2 separate regions of the Sus scrofa genome follow, and region 2 is linked to region 1. The links are chromatin contacts, called in public Hi-C maps. All regions are on one chromosome and are shown on one strand. The core of a region is the stretch at or near the end of the contact, and the rest is flanking DNA. Distances in the headings are between cores, read along the strand shown.

Region 1 (5,621 bases), core at 1,391-3,890:
GTCATATTCATTTCTGCTAAGCCATGATGGGAACTCCCAGAATTATCTTAAGAAGAGTCACAGCTCTGATCACTTTGCATTTCTGCTCAAATACCTTTCATGAATCTCCACAGTCTATGTGTACAAAAGTTTTTCCAAAATGTTCTAGCAAAGCAGTGAAGGCCTTAAACTGTCTTATATTGCTATACCTTTCCAATCCTATCTCCCCAATCATAAAGGATTTAGAGGAACCAGCACACATTCACATAACAATGTGCAGAATGAATCTGAGTAAGTAGAAAGTGGACAAGTTTAATGAGAAGCCATGAAATAGTTTGAATGTCACAATAAGAAAGTGAGTCCAGTTCACAGCTACTTCAGCAGAAAAAGAGGGCCGGATTCAAGACATATTTCTAAGGCAGATGAAAAAGATACCAAGTAGGATGAGTGGTAAGGAAGAAAGGAGAATTAAGGATAACATGCACATTTTTAGCTTGGAGAATTGCTGAACCATTATTTACAGATACAGAAGACAGAGCAGGCTTCAAAGGTAAGAACAGTGTGTATGCAGTATGTGAGAAATTTAGTATTAGATGTGCTTCATTTAAGATGTATATAGGGTTAGAGTTCCTGCTGTGGTGCAACTGGATTGGCAGTGTCTTGGAAGCACTGGAACCTAAGGTTAGATCCCTGGCACAGTGGATTAAGGATCCGAGGCAGTTGCGGCTTAGATCACAGCTACGGCTCAGATATGATCCCTAGCCTGGGAACTCCATATGCTGTCAGAAGGCCAAAAAAAAAACAGGAAACAAAAACAAAAGAAGATGTATATAGTGTAGCATTGCACCTTAGACAGAGGTAAGGATTTGGGAGTCATTGCCATAGAGCTAGCTGCTAATGAAACATCAGAGAACAAAGATAACGAAGGTTAAAATGACCTTCGAGCATTCCCCAGTTATTTTTCATCTTTTAAGACATTTATATTTTGCTTAAAGCTAACTGTATACCTGTTGGGTCTCTCAACCCTCACTATAAGATTTCTCAAATAAGGAGCTCTGGGTGTTTTAGGGAGAGAAAAGTCAACTCTATTAGTTCAGGGGAGAGGCGGTCTGAACCAAGACCTGGTGTTCAGTCTATGACCATTTAATTCTTTTTTTTTTTCTTTCTTTCTTTTTGGGACCGCACCTGCTTCAATTGCAAGTACCCAGGCTGGGGGGCTAATCAGACCTGCAGATGCAGGCCTATGCCACAGCCAGAGAAACACTGGATACAAACTACATCTGTGACCTACACCACGGCTGTCGGCAATGCTGGATCCTTAACCCACTGAGCAAGGCCAGGGATGGAACCCATATCCTCATGGATACTAGCAGGGTTCTTAAGTCACTGAGCCACAATGGGAACCCCCAATTTTTTTTTTTTAATCTTTTTTTTTTTTTGGTCTTCTTTTTTGTCTTTTCTAGGGTTGAACTTGCGGCATATAGAGGCTCCCAGGATAGGGGTCTAATCGGAGCTGTAGCTGCCAGCCTACGCCAGAGCCACAGCAATGTGGGATCCAAGCCGCATCTTCAACCTATTATCACAGATCAAGGCAAAACGCTGGATTGTTAACCCACTGAGCAAGGCCAGGGATCAAACCTGCAACCTCATGGTTCCTAGTCAGATTTGTTAACCACTGAGCCAGGATGGGTACTCCTGTTTTAAATCTTTTAAGACAAATTATAGTGACAATCAAGTGGCTTAGGTGAACTGGAGCACTTCCAGTAGGTTTAAATAGAGTTACATACTCCCCAATTTGTTTTTCTAAGTTTATTGTGTTTTCACTGTAAAATAACTCCAAATTCTTTACATTTACTATTGTTTTAAATTAACACACAAGAAAGGTAAAAAGGCAAATTCACACACACACACACAAAAAAAAATTCAGAGAAAATTATGACTACATCTCTCCAGATTTCTATGCAGTTTGGGTTAAACTTTTTCAATCATACTGTACAACTTCACATTACGACTTTCCACCTCACACTGCATATTAGCATTTCTTATTTAAAAGTTTTATAAATTACTTTTAGAAGCCACTTAATATTCACTTTCCCAAACTGCTGAAGCAATTCCATAATTTTTTCTTACTTGTGAAATACCTGGTTATAGTTATAGCCAACGTTATCCTTTTATAAATACCGCTGGAATAAAAGTGTTTATGCATAAAGCATATCATTCATTTTGAAGGGCTTTCTTAGGACAGATCCCAGAAGTGTTAGTCGAGAATCACAGAGAATATATTCTCAGGTCTAAACCCACCCCCTGCTCATCCGCATCCACCAGTCCTTCTCACGTGCCCCTCCAGCAATCTCCCCACACCTGTAACACATCCTTTCCTCCCCGGTCCCCCAAAGTGCGGGTCCTTCCACCTCTCTCCCCGCCCACCTACAGCCTCCCCACACAGGCCAGGCCCTGGATCAGTGGAGGCAAAATACCTCTGGTCTCACCGCCCCACAGAAAGTCGCTCTCCCCAGGGGCGCCCAGGTCCACAGACCGCGGATCCGACTCCCTGAGCCGGTACCGGAAGCACCGCTCGCAAGCCCCTGATAGGTGAGCGGTGGCTGGGCAAGCGCAGCAACGACCCATCTCTATTGGCTGTTCTTTGTGTCCTGTTAGGAGAGGGTCCTTCCCACTGGCCAATAAGCTCCGGCTTTGCCGCACGGACTTCTGGGAGTTGTATTCACGGTGCAGACCACCGACGGTAAGCCTGCCACAATTCCGTGAGAGGTTTAGCGCTTTCCCTCATTTTCCCATCGGGTCTTTTAGTCTAAGAAGGCGTCTGGGCGCTCTACAGTCAACACGGTTTTTTAACCTTTTTTTTGGGGGGGTGGAGGAAGGGGGTTGAGAAGGAGTTGAGGACCTCTTTAAAATATGATAAAATCGCCTCAGAGCAAGTGTTCTCGTCCATACACCAAATAGTGGCATTTAACTGAAGCCGCTTCGTGGACCTGTCCCAATTACAAACCCCTGTTTCTACACTAACCGCAAAAGTGCCTGCCCATGGCCACAGCTCAAGGAGATTCCCTGGGAGATTCTGGGCCACACTTTGGAAATTCAGATCCTGACTCTCACAGTACAGTTGACCATCATGTTTCTTGAACAACACTGGCAGTCCTCCTTCAGGGATGCTGATAACCTGACGTCTCTGCCCTAACCATCTGGGAGAGTTGGGGAGGGGATATGTGGAAGAACAATACCTCTAGGGCCCACATCTGATTTGCTCAGGCTTTTCTCCTCCTGTTTATCTTCCAGCGCCACTTGTCGCTGTCATGTTAATTTCTGCAACAGTGCAGAGAAGAATGGGGGGGCGGGAGAAAATTTAAAGTCCAATACATTTGTCAAGCAAATGCTACCTCCTCCAAAAAATAATATTTCCGGATTCCTGGATCTCCTATGGGTGGAGGTGAAGGGCCCAGCGTGGAGGAGGAGCTCAAGGTACAACTTACTCATCATTCATTCATTCATCCCACAGCACGAATCACTCCACGCTGTAACTGTGTGTGTCTCCATCTGTCACAGATTCAATTCTTCAAGGAAGCGATTCTGTCTTAATTCAGTTGGTATCCCCAGGGCACAGTTCTCGGTCTTGAAAGGTGGGAACCCACCTATGCGTGGGTCAGAATTATTCGAGATGGAGAATGGGGGTTTAGGGTGGGTGGGGAAAGGTCAGTAATGATTGGTTTCTTCTCCCCCCCACCCCCAGTCCCCAGCCCCCAGCTTGTCCCTACAGCCTAGATGGGACCATCCTCTCTGGTCCTTCCATAACGTTCTGAATTCTACGGCAGTGAACATGTCTAATTAAAATGTTGGTTTGTTGCCAACCTTTCCCCTCCCCCTCCAGTCTATGAGACCGGGTTGACTCCCGGAGCTTAACACAGAGTAGGTGCTAGATAAACATGTGTTAAACAGATGGATGCATAAATGGATAGATGGATAGATAGCTGGATGGGTGGATGGATGGATGGGTGGGTGGATGTGCTAGTATCTGCTTGCTTCCTTCGACATTCTCCCCAGTCGGTGGGTTAAAGCACATTAGCCTGGTCAAGCTGCCGAGCAGCCGCGTCAGGGTCCCTTCCCCGGGGCCCCGCCCTGGTCGACCCCACCTTTCCGCGCCGCTCCGCCCCGCCGCCCCCTTCCCGGTGGCCCCTCCCCGCGCAGGTCCCGACTCCAGCCGCACCTCCTCCGACTCTGCAGTGGCGGCGGGGGAGGCGAGCCGGAGCGCCAGCGGGCCAGGGCCGGAGCCGAGCCGGGGTCGGGGCAACAGCAGGGACCCTCGGAGGCGGGGCCAGTGGGACCGCGATGGGCGTGGAGATCGAGACCATTTCCCCGGGAGACGGTACCGGGTGGCGGAGCCGGGGGAGGAGGAGGGGTCTCGGGGCGGAGCCCGGCGGGCGGGGGGCAGATTCCGAGGTGGCGCGGAGGGTGCTGAACAGGGGAAGCGGGCCTAGGATGGGGGCGGCGAGAGAAGACCCCAGACAGAACTGCTCGGGGTCTAGCAGACATCCTTCGCCATCCCCTTCCGCGTCTGCTCACCTAGAGGAACGAAGGCTGCGGCTGGGAGGCTGGGGTCTGCGGCCCGCCACCGCCCCGAGGGCCTCAGGCTGCTCCTGGCGCGGCTGGAACCGCTCGGTTATCCGCTACTGCTGATTTCCCAGGGCCGCGTTTTAGCTCCGCCTTCCCTGTCCTGCTGAGTGAGCTCTGGAAACAGGGGAAAGAACATGTTTGGGGTCTCTTCTGCTTGGGGCAGCCCCCTTCTAACGCCCTCGCCGCCGGGCCTCTGATCCGGCGGTCCCTGGGATCTGGGTGGTGAGGCGTTGTGGGGGTCGAGCCAGTCTGGAAAGGGAGGAGCACTTTCCCCGCTGCCTCTGCATCTTGCTTTATCCTCTCTGCCCCACTCAGCCTCTCTGGCCATCCTGTTCACTCACATTGCTTTCATTATGGGCTGCAACCCAATGGCCTCCAAACTTAAGCCTCTAGCCCAGACCTCCAATCTGAGTTCACGGTAGTCCCTTTATCCAGCTGCTGCTCAGCCTCTATCTGGATGTCCCATGGATCCCTGAAAGTCGGCAAGTCCAACGCCGAACTCATGCTCCTTGTCTTCCCCACTCCCAGGCTCTCCTCTCTGTTCTCTCTTTCCTGCCACGGGATTGGCACCACTTACTTTCCCAAGCCAGACATTCCAGGCATCACCCTTGTGTAATCGAGTCTGGATGAGCAAGGAGTAGCTATTTCTTTATTTTTTTTAAAGCAACCGTAAGTCAGACTGCTGCCGCAGCAGGATTTGACAGACAGACTGCACCTCAGACATTACTGGCATCCCTATACCCCCAGAAAAGTTGAGGTAACTCGGTTCCAGGCCACCTTCCTTATTGAAAAATAGTGGTCCCTAGAAGTCCCAGCCACATCCTTGGTTCACCAATGGGCTACAGGCTTCTTTTTCTGTGCTTATCTCCTTAAGGCCCTATCACACCCCCCGGGAACTGCCATAGAGTTCTACCTCGAGTCTGGAGACCTCTTCTTCCTTCCCTGGCTCAAGAAACCTTTAGAGTTTTCTCTCCCTATCCTCCCTCCCTGGCGAGGGACAGGTGGGATTTTTTCTT
Region 2 (5,621 bases), core at 971-3,470, 100 kb before region 1:
TAGTTAATTATAAACTAACCCTTTGAAAAAAGGCGTTGCCAGTTTCGGGACAAAAATATTTAAAAGGGATTATGCAATCTACCCACAGACATTTAGTAATATGTGTCAGAGTGATTACAACCCATGAGCAAGAAAGGCATTCAAACTAAGGGAATAATTTCATTTAACAAACATCTGTTGAACACCTACTGTGATTATAAGACATGGGAGGGAGGCAATGGTAAAAAAAAAAAAAAAAAAAAAAGATTAAAACCTATTTAAACCCAGTACACAATCTATTTGACAAATAGTTTCTCATGGCATAAGGCATATTATAGTAAGTACTCTAACAGAAATACACAATTCTCTGAAAGAAAAAATAACAGCTAGCAGAGATGAAGAAAGACATAAATAATGTGCTGTTTATTTTGTAACAACATAATAATGGAATACCTAAAACAGTCAGAAGAACATGATTCAAGGATAAGAGAACTTATAAGAGTTATTATATGCTATTATATAATAGTGTCAAATGCTACAGAAAGTAAACGTACAATGAAGTTAAGTCATCCCCACCTAGGTGACTTTCTAACTAATCTTCTAAAATAGGTAGAAAATTTTTCCAATTTGTAAAAACGATTTTCTCCCTGAATCTCAGAACTTCTTTCCCTTTTTTTTTTTCCTTTTTGTCTTTTTAGGGCCATACCAACCAGCATATGGAAGTTCCCAGGCTAGGGTTGAATTGGAGCTGTACCTGCCAGCCTACACCATAACCATAGTAACAAGCCGTGTCTGTTACCCATAGCACAGCTCATGGGAATGCCCCATCCTTAACCCACTGAGCAAGGAAGGCCAGGGATCTAACCCGCATCCTATAATGGATACTAGTTGGGCTCATTACCACTGAGCCACGATGAGAACTCCTAGAATTTCTTAAACCATACTCATCAGTTACCACATATACCGAACACCATTCTACCATAAATCTCATACAATTAAGTAGAAGAACTTGAGAATAACAAAAGAGTTTATGCTGCCCTGGCTTTCAGGGAAGCTTCCTGCCCAGATCAGAATTTGTTAGAAATCTAAAACCTTGACTTTAGTATAAAGCCAAAAGGACATATCCAATTACAGCATTAAAAATGAGAAATTAGGAAATAAATGAATTAGCAGACCAATTCAAGTCTTAATGGCAGATTCATCTAGAATTGTAAAAGTAGAAAATAAGAAACTGATTCCAGAAAGCAGAATAACTAAAAGATTAGTGGCATCAGTATTCAAAATAAAGACAAGGCAGGTGTAAAAAGCTGCTGTGTTTTAGGAGCTGTGAAAGAAGGCCAGGAGACAGATACTGAAAGAATTGTAACAATGATTTCTGATTTCAAAAGTTAGCTTCAGAATTCTAGCCAAAAACCTACAGAGATGTCTATCAGACTGTGGGAAACAGTTCTGAGACAGAATGATGTGAGGACTAGACATGGATATGAAATAGTAATAAAAGGGCCATAGGTAATATATAGAATGAGAAAACAAGAGGGCAGAAGGCAAGACCTTGGGAAAATACATTAAAAGAGCAAGCAGAAAGAATCCCGTATAAACTAGACAAAAATACAGTGTCTCACTCAAATGGGGGGAGGGAGTGGAAATTGATTCCAAAAAGACTAAACAGGAGTTAATCTGATAAACCCAAACCTGTGGACTGGTAATTAGGTCACTGTAACTTCTGAAAGAGCAATTTCTGCTGAGGTAGAAATCACTAAGTGAAGAACTGAGTGACTGATGAGAATATACAAGTGATAATTAAAGAGTTACTTGAACAAGAAGTGTCAGAATTAAGAAGAAATAAGACAACAGTCTAAAAGAGGTTACAAAGTCAAAGGATTTTCTTTTAAAAAAAAAAAAAAAAAAGACCTGGTTTCTTGTAAATAGAAGGGAACCACAGAAGAAAATAAAATTTTAAAGAGCAAGATAATTCTGATGAGAAAAAGATCCCCAAAGAGACAAGAAAAAACGCAACAGGAACCTTATTTTCTCCCCCTCCCCACCCCCGACCCCTGCCCCCACCACCCCACCCCAGGTTAGATCAGAAAGTTTAAGGGTGCAATCAATCTTTTCCAATTTCCTTTAAGAGACAGCTTTTTTTTTCTACCTTTTTAAAAATTAAGTACTCCTGTTTTCATGAGAAAGCTTAAAAGCGCAATCAACGTCTTTTTCTTTCATTTGTAAAAAGAATTCAGAGAGGCAGCAGTTACCATGACTTCAGAAAACAAAACTCACATGGTTGTTTATTTTCTTGGAGCCAATACGATTCTACAAACTCCTAAAACTTCAGGCACACAAAATGTCCTAAGATTTCCTCAAATATCCCAGGAGCAATGGCTTACTAGATTAATATTTCTAAACAATCATCATGAAAGAATACAGAAAGGGGAAAAAATGTATAGAAATAAGTTGAGGAGTTGTAAAAAGATAAAAAGTCTATTATAGTTTAAAATGCTGTTTTCTTTCTAGAAGACAAATTATCTGAAAATATTTCATTACTTAAAGTGAGAAAAAGACAATGTGGGTACTGAAAAATGCCACAGACTTAACAGCTGGACGGAACCAATCTCATAGTACAGTATTAGGACTGTAATCAAAAACTGCTGTTTACCTCATAAGATTCTTAGAATCAGGTGAGGAAGTATAAGCAAAAAATATTATACCCAAAGCCTGACAGTGGATACATTCTCAAGTAAAAATACTTGTTTGGCTTTGTGGTATTAACACAACTCTATCAGCTTATTAATTCTCTTCAGTGTTCATTCCTTCTGCAAACAAAATTCATTAACACCTATTATTATGTTAGATACTAAGATACCTGATGATAAAACAGTCTCTGCCCTTCAAGAAAGCTAAAATCTAATCCTTTAAATCTTCCAGTAAAAGGCATATGAAAAGCTAAAAGTGATGAGGGCATTGAGAGTGGGGTATATATTGATTTAGCCTATTTTATAGAACAATTTGGCAAAACCTATAAAAATTTAAAATGCATTACAGCAAAGAATGAAATAGTGCCTTTTGCAGCAACATGGATGAAACTAGAGATCATACTAAGTGAAGTCAGAAAGAGAAAGACAAGAGTTCCCATCGTGGCGCAGAGGTTAACAAATCCAACTAGGAACCACAAGGTTGCGGGTTCAATCCCTGCCCTAGCTCAGTGGGTTAAGGATCTCGCGTTGCCGTTGAGCTGTGGTGTAGGTTGCAGACACGGCTCAGATCCCGCATTGCTGTGGCTCTGGTGTAGGCTGGCAGCTACAGCTCCAATTAGACCCCTAGCCTGGGAACCTCCATATGCCGAGGAAGCGGCCCAAGAAATGGCAAAAAGACAAAAAAATAAAGAGAGAGACAAAGACAAATACCATATGATATCACTTATATGTAGAATCTAAAGAAAACTACACAAATGAACTTATTTACAGAACAGAAACAAATCCATGGACTTTGAAAACAAATTTATGGTTACCAAAGGCATGGACTGGGAGTTTGGGACTGGCATATGCACACTCTTGTATACGGAAAGGATGGTCAATAGAGACCTGCTGAATAGCACAGGTGACTCTACCCAATGTTCTGTAATAATCTATATGGAAAAAAATCTGAAAAAAAAAAAGGAGATATATATGTGTATGTATAACTGAATCACTTTGCTGTACAGCAGAAATTAACACAACACTGTAAATCAGCTATACTTTAATAAAAAAATTTTAATGAAAAAAAAATCACATTATACTTTTGACTATTTCCACTTCACCTAAAAGAGAAAGATCATTTTCTGCTATATTATAAATACTATTAAAAACATGGCCGAGCTCCCGTCATGGCTCAGTGGTTAGCAAACCCGACTAGCATCCATGACGATGCGGGTTTGATCCTTGGCCTTGCTCAGTGGGTTAAGGATCTAGTGTGGCCGTGAGCTGTGGATCCCACATTGCTATAACTCTGGTGTAGGCCAGTGGCTACAGCTCCAATTCAACCCCTAGCCTGAGAACCTACATATGCCCCAGGTGCGGCCCTAAAAAAGGGCCTAAAAAAGGCACACACACAAAAAAAAAACACATGAAGACATGAGTTCCTGCTTGGTGCAGTGGGTTAAGAATCTGACTACAGTGGCTCATGTCGCTGTGGAGGCACAGGTTCAACCTCTAGCCTGGTGCAGTGGGTTAAGGATCCAGCCTAAGCACAGCTGGGGTCTGATCCCTGGCCCTGGAACTCCTTATGCTGCAGGGCCGCCAAAAAAGGAAAAAACAAATGGAGATAACTACGTGTGTACCAACAGAGAACAGTTAAAGAAACGATGGCATAAGGATACAACAAAACATTAGAAAACCAGCAAGAAGGACAGAAATGGAACAATGTACATAATACACACTGAGGTAGAAAAATTAACTAACATAGATAGTATATGATTCCAGAGTTCCTGCTGTGGCCAACAGGATCAGTGGTGTCTCTGGAGTGCTGGGATGCGGATTCCCAGCCAGCACAGTGGGTTAAAGGATCCAGCTTTGCCACAACTGCAGCCTAGGCCATAACTATGGCTTAGATCTGGTCCCTGGCCTGGGAACTCCATGTACTAGGGGGGAATCAAAAGAGGGAGGGAAAAAAAAAAAGACATGCTTCCACTTCTGTTAAAAAAATATATCCATATAAGGAGTTCCCTGGTGGCTCAGTGGGTTAAGGAACTGGTATTGTCACTGATGTGGCTTTGGTCACAGCTGTGGCACCCTGGTTCAATCACTGGCCCCAGAATCTCCACAGCTAAAATGTTTGCTTTATTATCAGTTAGAGACAAAATTTTTCTAGGTGTCAACATCTGAATGGTATGAGTTCCAGAAGGAATGAAAAAGAGAGAAGTAATATTTGAAATAATAATTTTAGATTACCATTAAGAAACAATGACAAATTTGCCACAATCAAAATAGGTGAAAAAAACCACAGACTAAAAGATCTAAGATAGCCGAACAAGAGAATGAAGGAAAAATCTATGACTAAAACACAGTAAAAATTTATGAAGGAGTTCCCTTGTGGTGCAGTGGGTTAAGGACACGGCATTATCACTGCAGTGGCTCAGGTCACTGCTGTGGCACGCGTGAACTTCCACATACTACTGGCACACACACACACAAAATTTATGAAAAAAGACGAAACTATGAAGTTTCAAAGAACAGAACACCTACAAAAGACTCAAACATCAAACTTCAAGAGTAACAATGGATGCAAGGTGACAACAAAATAATACTCTTGGTTTTTGGGTTTTTTTTTTTTTTCGTCTTTTTAGGGCTGCACCTGTGGCATATGGAGTTTCCCAGGTTAGGGGGCCAATCGGAGCTACAGCTGTCGGCCTAAGCCACAGCCACAGCAATGCCAGATCCAAGCCACGTCTGTGACCCACACCACAGCTCACGGCAATGCCAGATCCTTAACCCACTGAGCGAGGCCAGGGATTGAACCTGCAACCTCATGGTTGCCAGTCAGATTCATTTCTGCTGTGCCACGATGGGAACTTCAACAACGTAGTATTCTCAAAAAGTATTAGACCTAGAATTTTGTATCCAGCCAAGTTTTCATTTAAATTAAAGAGCATACTGAAAATATTCTCAGGC

The links. A called contact is a pair of places that touch in the nucleus more often than the background predicts.
Region 2: a contact with region 1 is called in a Hi-C map of liver, with 3 times the contacts expected there. The contact joins the enhancer-like site here to the promoter of FKBP1B in region 1. A contact is called at or near these places in 1 of 5 promoter capture datasets (liver), 4 of 47 Hi-C or Micro-C datasets (embryonic fibroblasts, heart right ventricle and liver) and 2 of 2 datasets of contacts at active chromatin or transcription factors (alveolar macrophages and skeletal muscle).

Annotation. Positions count from the first base shown.
Region 1 is chr3:114,633,219-114,638,839 of Sscrofa11.1, reverse strand. It overlaps FKBP1B (peptidyl-prolyl cis-trans isomerase FKBP1B), which reads left to right and starts at 2,640. Exons shown (of 4, transcript XM_021087779.1): 1 at 2,640-2,722. It overlaps WDCP (WD repeat and coiled-coil-containing protein), which reads right to left and starts at 2,583. Exons shown (of 4, transcript XR_002342822.1): 1 at 2,457-2,583.
Region 2 is chr3:114,732,565-114,738,185 of Sscrofa11.1, reverse strand. All of the region lies in intron 1 of ATAD2B (ATPase family AAA domain-containing protein 2B), which reads right to left. Among named protein-coding and RNA genes, the nearest start is that of ATAD2B, 13 kb to the right of the region's middle. Within about 2 kb of position 2,220, at least 1 of the 83 cell types and tissues checked has an H3K27ac peak or open chromatin away from gene starts, as enhancers often do. A contact at or near this core is called in liver, where this site is marked.